Regions from separate parts of the Pan troglodytes genome. Here region 2 is linked to region 1. Evidence: chromatin contacts called from public capture Hi-C data. All regions are on one chromosome and are shown on one strand. The core of a region is the stretch at or near the end of the contact, and the rest is flanking DNA. Distances in the headings are between cores, read along the strand shown. Region 1 overlaps USP10 (ubiquitin specific peptidase 10). Region 2 overlaps ZDHHC7 (zinc finger DHHC-type palmitoyltransferase 7).

The links. Capture Hi-C pulls out chosen DNA fragments and counts their contacts.
Region 2: a contact with region 1 is called in a capture Hi-C map of stem cell-derived neural stem cells, with 4 times the contacts expected there. The contact joins two enhancer-like sites. A contact is called at or near these places in 3 of 7 Hi-C or Micro-C datasets (induced pluripotent stem cells and stem cell-derived neural progenitor cells) and 1 of 1 other capture datasets (stem cell-derived neural stem cells).

Annotation. Positions count from the first base shown.
Region 1 is chr18:82,921,516-82,924,846 of NHGRI_mPanTro3-v2.0_pri, reverse strand. All of the region lies in intron 4 of USP10 (ubiquitin specific peptidase 10), which reads right to left. Among named protein-coding and RNA genes, the nearest start is that of USP10, 59 kb to the right of the region's middle. Within about 2 kb of position 1,471, at least 9 of the 24 cell types and tissues checked have an H3K27ac peak or open chromatin away from gene starts, as enhancers often do. A contact at or near this core is called in stem cell-derived neural stem cells, where this site is marked.
Region 2 is chr18:83,145,467-83,148,797 of NHGRI_mPanTro3-v2.0_pri, reverse strand. It overlaps ZDHHC7 (zinc finger DHHC-type palmitoyltransferase 7), which reads left to right. Exons shown (of 9, transcript XM_016930300.4): 7 at 626-707; 8 at 1,408-1,538; 9 at 2,114-3,331. The coding sequence ends at 2,290. Among named protein-coding and RNA genes, the nearest start is that of ZDHHC7, 35 kb to the left of the region's middle. Within about 2 kb of position 1,862, at least 4 of the 24 cell types and tissues checked have an H3K27ac peak or open chromatin away from gene starts, as enhancers often do. A contact at or near this core is called in stem cell-derived neural stem cells, where this site is marked.

The sequences.
Region 1 (3,331 bases), core at 222-2,721:
GTTAAAAAGGTGCATTTTCAAATAACCATCAATGACGTAAAGGCATAGTGTCTCAAATAAAAACTCCAGCATGATTCCAACAAGTCTTTGCCACAGTATTTTTATATCAAATGACTTTTTTTTTTAAAACCTAACCTTAAGACTCAAAACCTGCTATCTTTCTAACATAGAAACCTTTGTTTTTTTGAGACAAGTCTTGCTCTGTCACCCAGGCTGGAGTGCAGTGGTGCGATCTTGGCTCACTACAACCTCTGTGTCCTGGGTTCAAGTGATTTTCCTGCCTCAGCCTCCCATGTAGCTGGGATTACAGATGTGCACCACCACGCCCGGCTAATTTTTGTATTTTTAGGAGAGACAGGATTTCACCATGTTGGCCAGGCTGGTCTTGAACTCCTGAGTTCAAGTGATCCACCTGCCTTGGCCTCCCAAAGTGCTTGGATTACAGGCATGAGCCATGGCGTGTGGCTGAAACCTTTGTTAAATAACACGCTGCCTTTCGCTGAAGGCGGGTAAACCCCTGCTGAGCCCTGTCTAGGCACCGGGTAAGGAAGGCACAGAGATGAATGCGAGGTGGTCCTGCCCTAGGCAAGCTCGCAGACCAGTGAAGGGATGAACTGTGATGTCCCTGGCTCCAAACACACACTGTATAGGCTAAGCTGAAGGGGTGTTGGGGGATGGGGGGTGGGGGGTGGGGGAAGGATGCTTAGCCCAATCCAAGGGCTGCAGAAACTCTGGGAAGGTCAGGGGTTGAAGCCACCAAATGGAAGCTGAGGAAGAACAGAGATACTAGAAGGTTCTCACTGACTCGGGCAGCAGTGCTATCCAACTAGAGGAGGAATACAACAGATGAGCAGGTTATTTTTTGTTTAGTGTGGTAATGAGCTCAGTTTTAGAGATGTTAGTAAAAGATACCCAGAGGACACCAGTAAATAGTATATGTATATTAAAAGACCAGCAAGTGACTGATTTTTTTTTTTTTTTGAGACAGTCTCACTCTGCCGCCCAGGCTGGAATGCAGTGGCATCATCCTAGCTCACTCCAACCTCCGCCTCTGGGTCTCAAGCAATTCTTGTGCCACAGCCTCCCGAGTAGCTGGGACTACAGATGTGTGCCACCATACCCAATCATAATTATTATTTTAGAGACAGGATCTTGCTCTATTACCCAGGCTGGAGTGCAGTGGCATGATTATGGCTCACTGCAGCCTCGACCTCCCAGGTTCAACAGATTGATAATCACACAAACATATGCACAGGTCCCCAGAGTGCAGGGCTGGAAGGGTAGAGAAGTGAGAAGCACGCAGGGGCAGCGTGTAGGAGTGGGGGCAGCGTGTAGGAGTGAAGACAGCAAGTGCAGGCTGCTCAGCCAGAAGCCGGGCTGAGGAAGGAGACAGGATCATGGGTGCAAGGAGCCAGGGATCCAGGAAGATGCAGCAAAGTTTCTGGGTGGGAGAAGGAGTCAAACAGCAACTTCAGTCTTCTTGACGATACGGAAGGAAAGGTCTTCTAGGGCAGAGTTAGGGCGAAGATGCCAGAGGTGGGTGAGACAGGGCTTGAAGATGTTCATTCCTGTTTAGCACTGATACTGGAAGGAAATTAAAGCAGCCACCAGGGCCAGGCATACAAGATCTGCCTGAAACTTCCCTTCGTTGTTGACCCGTTCGAACAGACTCAAAAACATGCTTTATGACAAGGCTAACTCCACTCTTAAAAGGAAAGCAGTGCACAGCCATCAAGAACTGGCTGCACTAAGCTCTGTCTGAAAACACAGCTCCTTTTTTTTTTTTTTTGAGACAAAGTCTAGAGACAGGGTTTTGCCACATTGGCCAGGCTGGTCTCGAACTCCTGGCCTCAAGCAATCCGCCTGCCTTGGACTCCCAAAGTGCTGGGATTACAGGTGTGAGCCACTGTGCCTGGCCTCCTTTCATGTTCTTAACTGAGTTAGGGGCCCAGAATAATCTGCATGGCCTGGAGGCTTGACCATTCAATCTCTATGCAATCAGAGGATACATAAATCAACTATAAACCGACTTTTTTCTCAGCATTTATTTGTGAGACAGCGTGAACTAGTCAGACAGAAACCTTTAGTTTCTACATCAGCCATTCCCTTAAATCGATACCAGCTTCCAGTTTGCTTATTTTGAGGCGCAGGCAGGTTAAAAAGCAGTTTCACTGTTTTTCTTCCACAGTATTAAAATCAAGTCTTTTAGCACCACCCAGTGGTTTGTTCAATAACTGCAAGGAACCTACAAAAGCGAACGAGCACAACCTCTGCAACAGCAGAACAAACGGGCCCTTGGGACGTGTACTAGGAAATGTACTCCACCAGCTTTCCTTCAGGCCTTTGACAGTCTTTGAAAGGCCATTCTGGTACGACGTCATTAAACGCAGAATAAACCTTTTCAGACTTGGAAAATACAGAAGAGACACTGAACAACCTAGATTTTTCTTAATGATTATTCTGTTACTATAGAAAAATTTTATCTAGTGGCAAGTCTTTCATAAACTAAAATACCATATCATTCTGTTATTAGTCTCTTATAATGATCCTAAATCCTAATCTCAGAGTAAGACCGACAGAAGGCACTCAAGATTCTCCACACTGTCTCCACAGTAGCTGACCTCATCACTACCTACCTGATATTAGTGCTGTGTGCCTCCTTCTCTGGACAGGAGGCTCCTTAAAGACAAGACTCTCACACTTCAACTGCTCAACAAAGTCCGCCCCATCTAAGGTAACAGGACTTGGTGGCCTTCTGTGTCCTCAGCCTGTTACTGCCATCCCTACTAGCTGCATGAGGCCTCCCCTCCTTGCTTTCTCCCCTCAACACCCCTCTGCCAATGATCACTTCTCTCTACAAACAGCTGCCATCTGTTCCTCTCTGATCTTATGCCTCAGACTACCCTGAAGGCAAGGCCAATCATTACTCCAACTAGACAGTGCGTGGCATACAGTAAGTTCTCATTAGACAGTAATACAGGATCAATTAAACATCTGGAGAATAAAGTTGTTGGTTACGGCAAATGACTCCATTCATATTTGTTAGAAATGACTCAAGAGACTTTAAACGTCATTTAGCTCCTAGTCCAGAAAGTCTAAATGACAGCTCCTGAGAAGACGCACAGTAAAGGGCAAGGGCCCAGGCACACAAACCAGGAAGATGGGGCTTCGCACCCTGGCTCTGCCACTTCATTCATTGTGCGGCAGATCACTCCGCACCTGGAACAGGTAAGGAGCTGCACCACGCTCAGCTATAGCAAAGATGAGCACGCATATAAATACATAAGCAGACCACTCCCGGCATGACGGCCAGCTCAATACAGACATCAGA
Region 2 (3,331 bases), core at 613-3,112, 220 kb before region 1:
TCGGCCTCCCAAAGTGCTAGGATTACAGTCGTGAGCCACCGTGCCTGGCCGTTTATTTTTTTATAGACGGGGTTTTGCTGTGTTGCCCAGGCTGGTCTTAAACTCCTGAGCTCAAGCCATCTGCCCGTCTTGGCCTCCCAAAGTGCTGGGATTACAGGCGTGAGCCGCCATGCCCAGCTGTATTTTTCTATAAAATTATTCTACTTGGTCTAATATGATCTTGGGTAGGAAAATGTCAACTGCTGCCATTTAATCCTTCCCTCATTTTTTTCTCTGACAAGATGGAGGTATACACATGATGTGCCATCAGCCTTTGCTCTTAGAAAGACTTGTTTAAGTTACTAACTGGCTGGGTGGATCACTAGAGGTCAGCAGTTACAGACCAGCCTGGCCAACATGGTGAAACCCCATCTCTACTTAAAATGCAAAACAGTTAGCCGGGCATGGTGCTTGTAGTCTCAGCTACTTGAGAGGCTGAGGCAGGAGAATCGCTTGAGTCTGGCAGGCGGAGGTTGCAGTGAGCTGAGACTACGCCACTGCATTCCAGCCTGGACAACAGAGGGAGACTCTGTTTCTAAAAAAAGTAAAAAATAAAAGTGACTAACCAATCTCCCCCTCATTCTAGATGTATATAGCTCTGTCTTCAGTCCATGCTCTGATCCTTTGTGGATTTCAGTTCATCTCCTGTGTCCGAGGGCAGTGGACTGGTAAGTTCCCTGGCTGTGTGTCATTCCTGGCTTTGCATGCTGTTATTGGGTGAAAGGGGAAAGCTTTAAAGGAAGAACCAGGTTTCCAATTTTGAAGGAAATCATTGCAATTATTTTAGCAATTGAATTTTAAAGAATTTAGTTAAGTTTTAACACCACCATTTTACTAGTATATTGTTGCCCCAAAAGCTTGTGTCTATGTCTCCTGGTCAGCTAGCTCGCCATTGTTCAAAGCAGGCTTCGCGTTGCTTACCTGAGTGACCGACCCTAAGCAAGTGTAGTGAAAATAGGTGCTCGTTATCCTACCTTAGATAGGCAGTGAGGTCTGGACAGGCTCATCCCACCCCAGGGGAACATGGTGAACAGACTCCTGTGAGCACTGCTCACTGGTATGGGTGCACACAACTCTTCTGGTCTGGCTTCATTTGCCATTTAATTCACAAATACAGTGTCAATAGAAACCACAGAAAATACAGACTCTTTTGAAACCACTGGCCAGGAAGTCATGGTATGAATTTTTGCTTGGAAGGGTGGCCCTCCTCTGCTCCTTGGAGAACAATGAATGTGCCCATTTAGAAAGTGAACAACTTCCCCCTGGAAGCTGGCCAGGGGCTGGCCCTAGAGGATTCTTCTCTGAGCCCAACATTCTGCCACTCGGGGTATTCAGGACCAGTTATAACCAACTTCCTCTTGTCCGCAGAATGCAGTGATTTTTCACCTCCGATAACTGTAATCCTGTTGATCTTCCTGTGCCTTGAGGGTCTTCTGTTTTTCACTTTCACTGCAGTTATGTTTGGCACCCAAATCCACTCCATATGCAATGACGAGACGGTAAGCTTTGTTCTCGGCTGTGTGGACTTCATATGTGGTCCAAGCTTGAGTAAATGAAAAGTCCTAATGTCAACAATAGGTGCCTGTGGACTGACTCGGGAACGTAATGGGACGGTCTTGATGAGCTGCAACCAGCTCCCTGTGTTTGCTGTTTCTTTCATTCTGGGCAGTGCATATTTCTAGTCTCAGTTTGATTTGCAAGTCAGCAGAGCCAGGCAGATTCCCAGCTCCCAGTGCAGTCAGTAAATTTCAGGGAACTGACTGCCTTTAGGGCCTGGCTCTGCAGGCCTGGAGTGGCGCTCAGTAAATGTCTGTACACAGTAACTAACGAGCGACAAATGTTGGTGCCTGGCTGGGAGGGCCATTGTGGTAGTCTGGGCTGGCCACGTGGCTGCAGCCGGGCTGGGCTCACAGAGGCCACGGGGTCTGGATCGGGGCAGAGCTGGGAAGGAGAGTTCACTCACCTACCCTCCATCGAGCCCACACTGTGCTTGAGCACGGTGTGATTCTGAGGCTTGGTGGGGTCTGCCGAGCTTCCTGGAGCCGCTGCCACTTGCTTTTCTTTCTGCTTCCAGGAGATCGAGCGATTGAAAAGTGAGAAGCCCACATGGGAGCGGAGGCTGCGATGGGAAGGGATGAAGTCCGTCTTTGGGGGGCCCCCCTCACTCCTCTGGATGAATCCCTTTGTGGGCTTCCGATTTAGGCGACTGCCCACGAGACCCAGAAAAGGCGGCCCGGAGTTCTCAGTGTGAGGCGTGGCTCATCAGACTGAAACTTGCTCACAGACTTCCAGTTATTTATTTGGGGTCTGAAGGGTATCAACAGCTCATCTGTGACCAACAGGGCAACTGGAACCTACACAAACCAATTGCTTGCAGCAAGCAGAGTTTTATATATTTATAGTCACAGATGGCAGAGGAAGAGGCTCTTAGTCCCCACCTGTACAACAACGGAAAGGTGTGTGGCCACACGAAGAAGCCAAACGCCGTGGCCTCCTGCAGAGCTGGGGCTTCTGTGGAGAATACTTTGGGTTATTACATGGGTTATTCAAATCCTGGGTCCTGAGCTGCTGTTTCCAATCATGAAGAAAAACAGTGAATCCAGTGAACAGGGATTCTCCAAGCAGTCATTTCAGGGGGCTCCTGCTGACCCCGCCACTCAGCAGTGCACTCCCCGGATCACAGCAGGGCGTTTACATAGAAAGACGTTTTGGTCTCAATTAGCTCCGATGCTTTGCACTGAAGTTGCAAAAGATCTGTGCACTGAACAGTGAAGGTGGCTTCCGGCACACTCCCCGCTGCCCCGGAAGAGACATCCTTTGACCCTCTCAGCAAGTCTGTGTGTGTGCGTGTCTGTGCGTGTGTGCGCGTGTGTGCATGTGTGTCAAAATTGCCAGTATTGTTTAGGCAGTGTAACATTTACCGGCTGTGTACAGCAAACAAGCTATTTTTTAGAAACCGACGTTTCAGGGAAGAGGGGAGAGAGCCGCGGGGTCCTGCCCGTGGTTACTATGAATGTATTGCTGTTGGAGGACATCTCGATCCAAAGAACAGCCGTTCCTGTGCGGCCCTTCGTTGCCCTCGTGCTTTCATTTTTTAAAGAAATCTTGAGTGCTTGAGGGCCTTGGAACTGATTTTTTTTTTTTTTTGTTCCAGCCAAATTAGCAGTGTATAAATGGCACCTAGGTAAGAGCAGAGCTGCGGCTCGGTGACTTGATACTTGAGGCAGCCCGATGCTGTGTGTGGGGCAGGGGAGGCATCCCTACTGGAGAGGCAGGGCCCAGCCCTTGGGCA